Linked DNA regions of Sus scrofa: region 1 is linked to region 2. The links are chromatin contacts, called in public Hi-C maps. All regions are on one chromosome and are shown on one strand. The core of a region is the stretch at or near the end of the contact, and the rest is flanking DNA. Distances in the headings are between cores, read along the strand shown. Region 1 holds the start of PPP1R12A (protein phosphatase 1 regulatory subunit 12A). Region 2 overlaps OTOGL (otogelin-like protein).

Region 1 (4,320 bases), core at 643-3,142, 210 kb after region 2:
CCACAGCAACACAGGATCTGAGCCGTGTCTGCGACCTACACCACAGTTCACGGCAACACCGGATCCTTAACCCACTGAGCAAGGGCAGGGACCGAACCCACAACCTCAGGTTCTTAGTCGGATTCGTTAACCACTGAGCCACAACGGGAACTCCCCAGGGCACTTTTAAGAGCTACCAAATAGACCATAACATTCTTGGGAAACAGTAAAGATAAGCTGTCAGTTTTTCTAGGTAGATAGAAAAGCTGACAAGGCAATCCTCAAATTCCTTTCTTTTATTCTTCGAACTGTATTCCAGAGTTTTTTAAGTGGATAGGAATTTTGAATTTTAGTGCTAAGAATTCTCCAGCACCTAACACCATTGTTATTCAAGGGTCTGATATCATCAGACCCTTTTATGCATGTTACACTCACTTCAATTTGTCCAATATTTTCAAGGGAAATATTTTTACCCTTGTTTGGGCTATTACTTCCCTGGTAATTGGTGTTCAGAAAATTCAGCATTACAGGCAGGTAATCACAACCATGTTAGAATTATTTTTTATTTATCAATTTGATAAGCTGTAATGTAGTCCTCTGGAAGGTAAGAGAACCTTAATTGTTCACTGCTGTATCTCCAGCATCTGGAACAATGCCTGACCCAGTACAGGTGCTATCTGCTGATGGAATCCTAAATCCTGCTGCAAAGAAAATTAGGTGAGTCAATTAGTTCTTTGGGACTCAGTCTAGATGATCCCTCAAGTTCCATTTAATGTTAACCTTTTATGATTTATTCTGGCTCTAAATGCTGTAGAAAACTGAGGGTGAAAACAATGTATTGTTTAGGAAAATGTCAACTGGTGGAGATTATAAATAGATGGCTCAAAAGACAGTATTTGTTACAAACCGTGTGTGTGTGTGTGTGTGTGTGTGTGTCATACAAGAAAACGTTCACCAGCCTTTTTATGACGATAAACTATAAAATATTTTTGATCACGTGATCTCAGGTGGTTTAAATACGTCACTGTATCACTAGTGCTTAGAACAATGACTGGCTCATAGTAAGTATTCAATAAATACCGGCTAAATCAATTGCGTAATATTAACATTCCTTTTGAATTCTAGAAGCAGCTGGGTCTTTAGCCATCCTTAGAAAGCGATAGAGCAGGAACCAGGAATCCCTTAAAAGGTCAGGACCAGTAACAGGCTGAGCTAAGTTCAGGAGTAGCACCAGGGAGGATGAAAGCGCTCAAGGAAGGGACAGAGGACCCAAAATATGCTTGAGACAAAAACAGAACCAAAACCAAAGAACCCCAACCCCCAGGAACACATCAACAACAAAAAAGCGTAAGCGGAAAGACGTTTCTACAGCGAGGCTGGCAGAAAGCCACCGCAACGCCCGCAGGCCAACCCTCGTCGCCAGGCGGTCACCTTGCGCTGAGATCTGGACAAGCACCACCAAAGCCCTCGCTACCCAGACCCCGCTTTTAGAAGGGCCTCGGCAAGCTCATCGGGGTGCCTGAGAAAGAGGAGGCACTAGCGCTGGATTCGTGACCTCCCTCTCCTCCATTCCATTCAAATAACGCAACCAATAGGCAAGCCCTCCGCCCTGAGCAAGCGCCCCGGCGGAGCCGAGACAGCGCCGGAGGCAGGCCCGCTCCCGGAGCCGCCCCAACGCCGACGGCGGGCCTCCGCAGCCCCGGCAGCCCTCGAGGGGCCGGGCGCCTCCCCGCCCCGCCCCCGCCCTTCCCGGCCGGTCCCAGCCCCGCAGCCCCGGCCGCCGGGGCCACGCCCGCTCCCCTCCCGCGGCCCGACCCCCGCCCGCCGCCGCGCGCCGCCGCGCTCTTCCTGGGGCGGGCGCAGGCCGGCGCGCGTGCGCACTGGGCGCCGGGCGCCTCCCTGCCCGGATCTCGCGAAGTTACGTTAGACGGGCCGCCGGGACGGACGGGCGGCCGGGCCGGGGGCGGGCGGGCGTCTGCGGTCGAAGGGAGGTCCGCGCGGCCGGGCGCGCCGCCCCAGTGCTCTGTGGGATACTGGCAGTCTCGAGCGTCTCCGCCCGGTGCCCAGCCCGCCGCCGGGCCGCGCTCGCCGGGGCAGCCCCACGCCCCCTGCCCGCCGCCCCTCCGCTCGCCGCCTCCCCCGCCCTCCGCGCGCTCGGCAGACCCGGCGGCAGGAGAGGGGATGAAGATGGCGGACGCGAAGCAGAAGCGGAACGAGCAGCTGAAGCGCTGGATCGGCTCCGAGACGGACCTCGAGCCCCCCGTGGTGAAGCGCCAGAAGACCAAGGTGAAGTTCGACGATGGCGCCGTCTTCCTGGCCGCCTGCTCCAGCGGCGACACGGACGAGGTGCTCAAGCTGCTGCACCGCGGCGCCGACATCAACTACGCCAATGTGGACGGGCTCACCGCCCTGCACCAGGTCTGTGCGCCCGGCGCCGGCCCCCGGCCCCCGGGTCTGCGCCGGCCTCCGCCCCGGCCTGCGCAGGCTGCGGGCGGCGGGAGGCTCCCTGCTGCGGGGCGAGGAGGCGGCTTCCCGCGGAGGAGGAGGGCCTGCGCTCGAGGCCCCTTCCGTCCAGCCGGTGGCGGAGTGGGGGAGCCGGGCTGTTTCCGGGGCAGAGGGGAGAGGGACGGCGGGCCGCTGGGGCCCCGGCCCGCTGGGGACGCGCCCTGGGCTCTGGGGCCGAGCCGGGGAGGCTGTGCGCGCCTGGGCCCCGATGTTAGCGGCAGGCTCGGGCGACCGGGGCCGCCGCGGCAAACCACGAACGGGGGCATTCGGGGCCCTGGGATGGGCGGACGCCTGTGGCTTGTAGGTGGGCACGGAATGTATGGGTTTTAGGACTCGGTCAGGGCGGTGATGGTAGTCGCAGGAATCGAGAGCCCCGAGCCGGGCGCCCCGAGCGGGCGGTTTCCTGTTTTCCCCTTTATTCCCCTCGGTCACTGGGGAGGGGGTGCGACGAGTTGACGGGCACCGGCTGGAAGGGAGGACGGGAAGGTGGGCACGGGAAGGAGGCCTCCTCCGGGGCTCGCCCCTCGCTGGACGGGAACGTACGGACAGTCCCTGGGAGCAGAGGTGGCCGCAGTGTCGGAGATCCTGTGGCCCCAGGTCCCAGGGTGTGCACTGGGGTTGGAAAGAGGAGAATAAGTACGAAGACACTCTTTTCGGGGTCGGCTCCCCAGCTCTGGTTTTTCTTTTGGGGGGTGGGAAAAGAGAAGGCTGGTCACAAACTTTTCTCAAAATGGATGCTTTGGGCATGTTAAAGTTTTATAGGAGTCTGATTGGGATCGCTCAATGTTAGCCAAATAAGGAGAAACTATTGGCAATCCAGAGATAATGTTGCTTTGCCTTTAACAGGCCAAAAGCAACACCACCACATAGAGTTCCGCATAAAAAGCAATTTTTAGTGATGGAAATAGATGTCAAGACATAAACTCTTTATATTTTCTCAGTAGGCACCTTGGAATTACTAGGAAACGACTTTACAGCAGTAGCTTCCCTTACAACGAGGAGACTTGGAAGCTAACCCAAAGTTGTCTTGGTTATATGTGTAAGATGGTAGTTTTTTTGATTAAGACAAAATTAATTTTGTAACAGGAACTTGTTTGGGAGGTGGAAAATTAGGGCTTTGTATTTCATACATATTATCTTGCTGCCTTTTTAAAAGAGGTGTCTGGTGGTGGTGGCATTTTTCCTGCTTCCTGTTTCGTGAATGATGACCGTTTTAAGTTTTATTTGATTGAATTCTCCTATCAAACTTGGCTGGTAGCCTTTGTTTACGAAGTTGACTGGATGAACTATAATGACTGACAAATTGCAGGACAAATCTGGAATTTGGAATGTGGCACCAGTAAAAGTATAGGAGGGCCTTAAGCTCTATATCTGTTTCATTAATTTAGTCTCTAATGTATAGCAAACTTTTTTTTGACTGAGGTTTATTTTAAGGTGTAGCATAACTGAGATTCTAGAAACATGGTGTCGAGAATGAAAGAAGCTTTTGGTATTAGAAGTGATAATTATGTAAGATGAACCTTTACAAATTTCTTTCACATGTAATTTGCATGGTTTAGTATGAAATTGATTTGGGAAGACAGATTTTTGTATGCTTGAGGTCAGATAGGCAGATAGTGGTTTATATCAGTAGGTTTGATTAAAATTTTCATATAGAAATGTGAAGTTACTATGGTTGTTGAGGAGCCCAATTGTATTGGCCTGGAGGAAAAGGAAAAATTTTAATGCTTATATTAATTATTATTGGCTTAGGTAGAAAGAGAAAATACATGTAACAGGTTTATTAATTTTTTTTTTTCCTTCTTCAAGAAGTTTTGGACATGTTGCAAGAATTAT
Region 2 (4,370 bases), core at 638-3,137:
AAAGAAGACTACCCTAGCAGAACGACTGGAATCCACAGGCCTAGGATCCCTGTGGAATCAGGTGCATCAAATACTAGTTCTCAGACCCAGCCTGCAAGACTAGAATTATTTTGGAGAGCCTCAACCAAGCAATGAGACGCTAATTTCCATGTGTGGCACTAATGTTTCATGTTAAAGCTCCTCAGGTGATTCCAATGCAGCTTGTGGCTACAAAGACTCTCTGGCCCGCATTCAACGGTCTGACTTTTGTGATATTTTTGTCTTACAGGCAAACATATTCTGGTTTTAGAAGTCTCCTAGAAATTCATTTCTTCCATGAAATAAATTAACACTGAACAATTTCTGCTAAAGGAGGCAGGAGAGGTTTTTTAAGAAAGAAAAGAAAAGCAGGGAGTTCCCTTCATGGCTCAGGGGTTAACGAACCCGACTAGGATCCATGAGGATCCATTAGGGTTTGATTCCTGGCCTCACTCAGTGGGTTAAGGATCTGGCGTTGCCATAAGCTATGGTGTAGGTCGCAGACAGAGTTCAGATCCCGCGTTGCTATGGCGTAGACCGGCAACTACAGCTCCAATTCAACCCCTAGCTTGGAAACTTCATATGCCACTGGTGCAGCCCTAAAAAGCAGAAAAAGAAAAAGAAAGAGAGAGAGAGAGAGAGAGGGAGGAAAGGAAGAAAGGAAAGGCGGGAGGAAGGGAGGGAAGCAGAAGAAAGCTAATTTCATTCTTATGAGACTTAACCAATTTCCCAGCTGGTGGGTCTTGTTTGGTCAATTGGTCAAATATTGGCTACTCTTTGTTTTACTGAAAAAACATGCTTGCTATCCATGCTTCAAAGAAAATAAACATCAAGTTGAAGACAGTGTTGAGTAAAAAAAAGATGATTCAACTGGGAGTCACAAAATCTGAATTATGTTTAGCAGTTAATAGTTGTGGTACATGGGACCCTGAACTTTTCACTCTATGTCTCATTTTCCCATCAGAAAAATGGAATAACATACTTCCTTCTTCCAGACTCTCTCTTAATCTGTCTGAATATCTATTTGTGATCCACTCAGCAAAATACCTTAAAGGATGCATCATTCTTTACTTTGCCAAAAGTGGTGGGTGCTTTTTCCTTATGTACCCACAAAAAAAAAAAATTAAAGAGACCAATTATAAAATCCTTGGAAGATTAAACACAGATAAAAGAATTGAAGTAGTGCTGTGGGAAAGCTTAAGTCAAACGAACATACTGAAAGCTCTGGGGAGGATCGATTGTTTATGATCCTGTTCTCTAGAGACTGAAATTCTCTGGATGCACCAGATGGTTTTATTTATATAGCAGAAGTTCAGCTCCAGTGAGGTGCTGCTTGCAAATTCACACAGAAATAAAAGAACCCATATTTATAGATGGGTATGTATCCTTGCTCACAAGAGGGATTTTCCATTGTTTCTTACAGATGTTTGAACAAATTTAAATGCTGACATTTAAGAGAAGGCCCACCACATTGGAAAAGGACAGCAGCCTCCCAAAACAGCAAGTCATCCACAGCTTAATATTTAACAGCAGAAAGGGACAGACTTTCGCGTCTCTCCTCTACCCAAGAAGGAGAAATCTCTTTGATGTTCATATACAATCCTATCTCCTCAAATAGCATTACTGAAAATGAAAAAGAAACCCAACCCTCTCACCATCTGAATATTTCAAGCAGCATCCTGTGTCTACTACTGGCACCGAGTCAGCCCTGCCAGCCCAGTTAGAGCTCATGGCAGTGACCCAACTCATTGTGGCTGTTTGTGGTCCCCAGATCAGATTTCAAAAAAGAAGGGGCAGCAATCCGGTGACCTTCTCAAGATAGCAGAGAACAACATGACTGACACCTGATCTTCCTGCTAACATTAGCTCCCAATCAAAGGTGGTGCCAGGATTGCGTCAGGCCCCAGCCCACAACCTTTCCGTCCTCCTGCAAGAGGGGTGGAGCCTCCCGTCACCCACTGAGTTTCCCTTTTAGAATGCTTCTTGCTTTCAGATCCAAGGAAGTTTGGTTTCATTGACATTTGAGATAGAGCTCAGGGCCCGCCTTAATTGAGATTTCCTGTTCTTTATAATGCATGCACAGCTACGATTTATTACCTCTATACCTCGCGAGGTTCAATGGGATTCATAACCAAAACATGGTTATAAAAGCTCTAAAATGAACAACCCTGGACATTCATATCATAATCACTTGGAGTCTTTTTCCTACACATCTATCATCCTGCCGTCCTTTCTTGAAAACGTGACCAGCCTTCTTCCTGGACTCCGAGTCATCATTCCCTTCTACGTCTGCTGGGTCTTCAAGACGGGCTCAGGTGGAGTCCCAGTCAACTGGGAACCCAGTAAGGTCCTACAGAAGTACTCTATCTTCTAGGCCAGGCCACCTTATTTCCTACCTGACCAAACACCAAGATTCGTGTGAATAAACCACCTTGCTACTTGTTCCAACAACCCTCAAATCAGATCTCCGTCCTTCACCTTACAAACCCCTTGGGGAATGCGTGTTCTTTGACTATCTCCCAGCTTTTACCTAAAAGTCTACGCTGAGGCCTGAAAATTTCTGGAGTTCTGGAAATGTTCAAAGTACTATTGGCTTTACTCCAGCTCTGAGTATACATATAATAGATGATTTGAATCAGTAGAGATGCAAGTTTTCTATACAGAATTTTATCTTCTTTCTATATCCTTAAACAAACAATCTTTGAAGCCAGATAAAATGAGAAAAGAGGATGGAATTATTTCACCCTGCCTTGTTTGTTTCCATGAGGGTTCTAACCAAAAGGAAAAGATGAGTCATGCAGTATCATTCCCTATTTGGAGGCTTGGATCTGGGCTACTGTAACCAAAAGAGGGCAGTACTCCATGGGTTTTGAATTCACAGAAAGCAAAACTCCTCAATTTTTACTTGAACTCTCTGTTTTAAGCAAGACATTCCACTCTGTGTCACATGGAATACAGAGACGATTAAGACACTGCTCTAAACGTGCGAGAACAAGGAAAGAAGAAAGCAACGGGGTAGCAGCTAGAGCACAGCTATGTGTTGGAAAGTGGAAAAAGATAAATTTGGAAATAAAAAGTAGGATTTGATTGTGAGGGTGCCTTGTACATGACATGTTTATCTTTTATTTGGAATGCAATGGGGAGCCACTCAATGTTTCTGAGCAGGTTGGGGAAAGGATTAGAATTCTGTTTGGGTCCCTACACCTGATAGGAATGTACTGGAGAGGTTGAAATAGGGTGCGATCAAAAGGGCAGAGGGAAAACAGGAAAATGACATACAGGACATCCAAGAACTGATGAAGACCTAACCCAGAGGGACAGTGGCGAGAATGGAAAGGGGAGAACTGATGGGAGAGGCGCTGCAAAGGGGGGAAAAAAGCATTAATGGAGACGCTGTAGGGGAACCAAGACATGCCCAGTCTCACCTCTGAGAGTTGGGGATATGGGAGAACACGACCAAAACTGGGAAGACAGGAGAAAAGAACATTTTGAAACTGTTTTCTCTTCCGGGAGAGTGAACTATTACTCTGTGGCCAAGACGTAAGGCGTGCAGGATGGAAATGCAGGAGGGGCACGACCCCAGGAACGATCTCGGAAAGAAGAAGCAGACCCAAATGCATACCTCACCTTTTTCCTTTGTCACTTGCAGATATGGTGTTGGAGTTTATGACCTGTTCCCGTGTCCCCTTGGATTTATCCGACTCAACTTATTTGTCCTTTTATCCTGATCTCTTTACACTGGCATCTCATGGTAGCACCACCTCACATCCTTTTGTGAGTAAATTAGAATATTCATCAATTAATCAATTATAACATTTTTCTATACAGACCATAAAGATACAGCCACTGACATCAAGCACAAAGCTTCTTTTTTTTTGACTTTCTGTCTTTTCTAGAGCCGCTCCCATGGCATATGGAGGTTCCCAGGCTAGGGGTTGAATCGGAGCTACAGCTAATGACCTACACCACAGCCAGAGCCACGTGGAATCCAAGCCGCATCTGCGACCTACACCACAGCTCACAGTAAAGCTGGATCCGTAACCCACTGAGCAAGGCCAGGGATCGAACCTGCAACCTCATGGTTTCTAGTTGGATTCATTAACCACTGAGCCACGAGGGGAACTCCAAGCACAAAGGTTCTTTATGTAAAGCATTTGCTAAAAACTATTGTGGTAGGAACTAAACTCAATTTAGATGCATCTCTTCATTTAATTTCATGATTAATAAGGCAACTCCAAGAGGTCACTCCTTTGTTATCCTACCTTACAGATGGGAAATTGACCCAGTGAGGTAACTGATGTATAGTATAGCAGGCAAGAGGCAGACCTTGCGTTGTAACCCACACGGCCCCG

The links. Hi-C and Micro-C count contacts between places; a contact is called where the count stands out from the background.
Region 1: a Hi-C map of embryonic fibroblasts shows a contact between it and region 2, with 2.9 times the contacts expected there. A contact is called at or near these places in 9 of 47 Hi-C or Micro-C datasets (alveolar macrophages, embryonic fibroblasts, fetal heart ventricle and 5 more) and 1 of 2 datasets of targeted methods (skeletal muscle).

The regions. Positions count from the first base shown.
Region 1 is chr5:101,488,390-101,492,709 of Sscrofa11.1, forward strand. PPP1R12A (protein phosphatase 1 regulatory subunit 12A) reads left to right here and starts at 1,893. Exons shown (of 26, transcript XM_021092811.1): 1 at 1,893-2,397. The coding sequence starts at 2,161.
Region 2 is chr5:101,275,039-101,279,408 of Sscrofa11.1, forward strand. All of the region lies in intron 1 of OTOGL (otogelin-like protein), which reads right to left. Among named protein-coding and RNA genes, the nearest start is that of OTOGL, 41 kb to the right of the region's middle.